Regions from separate parts of the Macaca mulatta genome. Here region 2 is linked to region 1. Evidence: chromatin contacts called from public Hi-C data. All regions are on one chromosome and are shown on one strand. Each heading gives the region's core, a stretch centred on a gene start, on an enhancer-like site or on the middle of the called end of the contact. The rest is flanking DNA. Distances are from core to core; before and after follow the strand shown.

Region 1 (2,700 bases), core at 96-2,595:
TATATCCAACATCGTGGCTGGAGGGAAAAATATCACGGTATAAGCCATAAAATGTGACACAGTAAGTAAAGGGGGAAAGGTGAGAACTCTGTTACTCATCTGAACGACGGCTTCCTTTTAGTAATGCCAAATGAAGCCCGAAATACAGTAATAATTGAAAAGTTAGGGGGAAATCTTAAATTTTGTAAATTCTGCACTTGAAAATGCAGCTGAAACACGGAAAGTTTTTTGGCAGTGAAATTCGCTGAAAACTGACATTTTTATGCCGCATCCAGAGGTCCCTATGCTCCAGGAAAGGTACCAAAAACAGAAAGCACGGATGGGATTTCACTACAGCCCTATTGATCCTATGCACCGAAAGGCCAAAGGCAAATAAAACAGTCTCAGAATTAAAACAAAACAGGCTGGATCAGAAAGCCTCACCGGCAGCCACCCAAAGTCGAAAACAGAAAACTTAATGAAATACCTTACTTCAATGCAGGGAATCACAACTCAGTTAACAGGATTATTGTTTAAGCAGCATAAATACGCGATTTAACACCTGCGGGCATTGCCTGCCCGGACCGGACAGAAGCGCGCCCGGAGGACGGTGGGCGCCGCACTGCACAGCCGGGAGACGAGAGGCGAGCGAGGGGACCCGGAGAGACTGCCCCCGAGCCTCCGCGCGCCCCGAAAGGAGTAACGCTTCGCTTTCCATCTGTCTGTCCAGCCTTCCTTTTGGGCCCTATCCCCACCCCCGCGTACCTGCCGCCGCCGCCGCCGTCCTGCCCTAGAGAGCGCAGCTCCCACTGGAGATCCAAGTACCTGCAGGTCTACTCTGCGGCTACCTCTCCGCGCCCGCGCAGCCGCTGCGCTCGCGCCACTGCGCATGCTCGGCCGGCACCCGGGCCCGCAAACTCTGAATCCACTTGCCACGTTTTGCCTGCGGCTCCCAGGGGGAAGGAAAGGGAAGCCCAGAGCCTGGGTTCAGGCTAAGGGTGAAAGACGAGTTGCCGGCGCTGGGAGCATGGATGGGGAGAGGTGGATGGGCGCTGTGGCAACGTTATCTCTACCCCCTACAGTTACCCAAGTCTAAAGATGACCACCTACACCCTGGGAATGAGTTTAGCACAGCGGTTCTCAAACTTGAGCGTGGATCAGAATCACCTGGAGAGCTTTTTAAAATCACAGATCCCAAACCCAGAGTTTCCGATTCAGTTAGGTCTGGAGCGTAGCGCGGCAGTTCCCATTTCTAACATGTCCTCAGCGAAAACTGGTGCTACTAGTCTGGGTACCACACTTTGGGACCTGCAGGTCAAAAGAGAGGGTATACGTTACTAAAGAAGACTTGCTTCTCTCCCCTACTCACTCTCTCTCTTTTTTTTCGTTTGTTTCACGTATTGCTTGCTTGTCATTTAACAGCCACACCTGATTAAAATAAATATATAACGAAAGCCCACACAAACAAAAGTGGGATATTTTCTCTCGCATGTGAGTCAAGTAAGTGGAATGCTGCCTCAAGAGTTCTCACATACTTTGCCTGAAGCATAATCCGTAGTTGTGGTCTGTCCAACTCAGTCCAGAGAACAGAACAAGGTTTTGCTGCCCCTTTAACTCAAAGTCCCACGTGCCCCTTCTGCGCCTAGCACAATATTCAATACGGAATAGGCACCCAACCAACCTTGAGATGGTAACAATAGAAAAAAAAGCGAAATTGAAATTATTTTAAGAACCCAAAGAATTTGGACGAGCAATGAACTATGCAAGTAGGTGGGCCACAGAGAGGGAAGATAAGGAATTTTTCCCACCTGCCACCTACAGAATCAGGTAAATTTAGGACTCTTATCTGATTTTTCCCACCTGCCACCTAGAGAATCTGGTAAATTTAGTATCCTTATCTGATACTTATCTAGATATGCAGGGGGAGTTAAGTTCAGTTCTCACAAAATAAAGCAAAATAGTTATTTAAAAAGTAAACATGCATCTAACATATGACCCAGCCATTTCATTCCTAGATGTTATCCAAGAGAAAGTAAAACATATGCTTACACAAAAACTTGAACAGGAATGCTCATAGCAGCTGTTTTTCACAAAAGCCCCAAAGCAGAAGTAACCCAACTGTCCATCAACATGTAAATGAAAAAACATATTGTGGTATATTTATACAATGCAATACTACTCAACGATAAAAAAGAAGAAATATTCTCTCACCCAGGACTCAATATGGATAACTCTCAAAATCGGTATGCTGAGTTGAAGAAACTAGAGACAAAACATACTGAATAATCCCACTTATATGAAGTACAAACTAACCTTTAATGACAAAAACCAGATTAGTAATTGCCTGGAGCCAGGAGTGGAGGGAAGGATAAACTGCAAATGAGCAGAAAAAATATTTTTGGAGGGGGACGATGGAAATTTTCTGTTTTGATGGTAGTGACAATTTCACAGGTGTATGCAACTGTCATCGCTAAATTGTACACTTTAAACATGAAAAATGTATGTAAATTATTCACCAATAAGTTTGATAAGAAAACACTTTTTTCATGAAATACTCTTATAATCTGTTTATTTCGTGGTAATATTGACCAGGGCAAGTTCATGAGGAAATGTAGATTCTAAATATGGTATAACCTGATTTGGGGAAGGTAAAATAAAAAGTCATACTCTGTAAACGGAGCGAAAAATAATCCATATAAAATGTCTGTAACAACCCTCTGT
Region 2 (2,700 bases), core at 103-2,602, 120 kb before region 1:
ATTTATTAATTACACATTCACACATACAAGCAAACAAAAATCCTCTGCAGTTAGTCTTTTCATAGTGTAAACTGCCCTTTGGGTTTGTTCCAGAAGTCTGCATGGGTCTAATAGAGTTTTCCTAAGTGTACAGCCATATAAATTTGGAAACAGAAAAATTTTAGTGTTTTCATGTAGGAAATAAAAGCAGTCTTAGGGCAATTTCCTATTCCTTTTGTTATATGCATCACTACAAAGGACGATTGCGTGACATGGCGTTAATATGGCCATAAAAATGATTAACTTCTAGACTAAAAAAAGGAAAACGCGCTAAATATATTCCACATATTTTTGCCCTGTAATTCCTGTAATTATTTTTCACTATCTTTATCTCCCAAAGATCGGGGAGCAATAAATCGTTCTCTCCAATAAAAAGCACGAACAATCAAAGGCGTTCCGTAAATCTGGAGAAAGTTTTGGCAACTAAGGTAGAATTCTTCTGTCCTGTCCTTCATGTATCTCCACCTAGGATATTCCGATATTAATACCAGTCAACAGTCACTGGCTAAAGCACTGGGCAGGTGAAGCTAAATAATAGAGGGTCTGGTTTTGTTTTTAAGAAAAACAAAAACCAGGTGATGAGAGCCCTCCATACGAGGTATCCTAAGGTAAGGAACTTTCGGACTGGAGGGTCGGAAACTAGCCTCTCGACTCCCGGAAGGAATGAACTGCGAGCCAGAGAGATAGACCAGCTCATTCATGCGTTCAGTGGCAAGGGGAGCGCTAAAACGCTGGGGTCTGGGCTCCCACGGCGCTACCTAAACCCCGGACCCCAAGGCCACAGCCGCCCCCCACGGTGCCGCGCTCCGAGGGCGCAGCCCCAGCTCCACTCGCCCGCCAGCTCCACACTCACAGGGCAGAGGCAGTGAGGAAAAGCCCGCCTGAGGCAGCAGGCGAGGCGGGAAGACACTCGGCGCCTAAGACAGAGGGAATGCCCCGAGTAAGTTGAGGCGGGGGAGACAACGAAAGGTCTGGAGGGCAGCGGGGTCCAGAGGAGGAGAAAGGGGCCTAACTCTCACCCTTGTCGCACGCCAGCAAGAAAAGCTTCTCATTCAGCGTATTCTCCTCCTTCACCTCCCGCACATCCTTTAGCGCCATCACCTCGTTCGGCGACGAAGAGGATGGAGAGGAAGGCAGGGAGGAGGAGGCGCCCGAGAGGTCCGTGCTCGGGTACAGGGCCGCCATCATCGCGGCCCATGAAGGAGGCAGGCCAGGAGACGGGGGCGGGGCCCCCACCGGCCCCGACCCCGACCCCAGCCACGCCCCAGGGCTGGAAAAAGGATGAGTCGTTCCCACTGCTGCCTCGGCTCGCGGCCCGTTGGCCCCGAAGGGCGTCGCCTCCCCTGCGAACCAGCACTCGCCCTCCACTGACAGCCCCAGGTTGGTGGCGGCGCATGCGCGACCCCTGGGCCAGCGACCCCTCCCCAGCCGCCGGCGCGCCGGCCGAGCCTGTCCGCGCCCGTCCGGGGACGACAGTGTGGCGCGCGCCAGGGCGGCAGCCGAGCACGGGGCCGTGCCAGGAGTCGCAGGGGCCGCGCCTGGGGCGGCCTAACCCAGGAAGAGGACGAGAGATCTGTGGGAGAGGAGCTCCGAGAGGCGCTTCTGCGCACGTTGGGCTCCAGGGCTGTGGGAACCGCTGGCCCAGCTGCGCTCCGAGATGTTCGCGACTCTGTCCTCACGTCATTCTCTGCTCCACCGTAGCGACGACACTAGGGCGGAGCCTGCGGCGAGGGCGGGCATGGGTGGGCGGGGCCTGCGGCAAGGGCGGGCTTGGGTGGGCGGGGCCTGCGGTGGGGAAGCGATGGGCTCCTGGAGCCCGCAGCAGCTTCCTTCGCTCAGCTGAGGTGAACCAGCTACAGTCTTCCCTTTCCACATCGATCGTACTGGTTTGAGATAATTAAGCAAATATGGAGCAGTATGCTAATTGAGTCTCTGACGACTTAATGTTTAGTGGAAACCCTTTGTGGAATTGTCCAGCTATTTCATATTCTGGTGCACTATGCTTAAAGCACAATGGAGAACCCCGCCACGCCGCCAGACTCGTGGGTTTGTATGTTGCACTCATTTTAGCCTGGAAATGAACTCTCATTTATAAAGGCTATATATATAATTATATTATGTTTAAATAATTTATACAAATATATAAATTTTTATTTCCATATTTTTCCATAGGATTTTGGGGAACAGGTGGTGTTTGGTTACATAAGTTCTTTAGTGATGATTTGTGAGATTTTGGTGTACCCATCACCGAGCAGTATACACTGAACCTAATTTGTAGTCTTTTATCCCTTACCCCCTTCCCAACCTTTGCCCCTGAGTCCCGAAAGTCCATTGTGTCATTACTATGCCTTTGCATCCTCAAAGCTTGGCTCCCACTTATGAGTGAGAACACACGATGTTTGGTTTACCATTCTTGAGTTACTTCATTTAGAACAATAGTCTCCAATCCCATCCAGGTTGCTGCGAATGCCATTTATTCATTCCTTTTTATGGCTGAGTAGTATTCCATCGTATTTTATACATATATATCACAGTTTCTTTATCACTCATTGATCAATGGGCATCTGGGTTGGTTCCACATTTTTGCAATTGCAAATTGTGCTGCTATAAACATGCATGGGCAAGTATCTTTTTCGTGTACTGACTTCTTTTCCTCTGGGT

The links. A called contact is a pair of places that touch in the nucleus more often than the background predicts.
Region 2: a Hi-C map of fetal cortex germinal zone shows a contact between it and region 1, with 2.6 times the contacts expected there. The contact joins the promoter of TRPC1 here to the promoter of PLS1 in region 1. A contact is called at or near these places in 2 of 14 Hi-C or Micro-C datasets (fetal cortex germinal zone and fetal cortical plate).

Annotation. Positions count from the first base shown.
Region 1 is chr2:45,566,368-45,569,067 of T2T-MMU8v2.0, reverse strand. It overlaps PLS1 (plastin 1), which reads right to left and starts at 1,345. Exons shown (of 16, transcript XM_028843750.2): 1 at 745-1,345.
Region 2 is chr2:45,688,967-45,691,666 of T2T-MMU8v2.0, reverse strand. TRPC1 (transient receptor potential cation channel subfamily C member 1) reads right to left here and starts at 1,352. Exons shown (of 12, transcript NM_001260937.1): 1 at 1,059-1,352. The coding sequence starts at 1,227.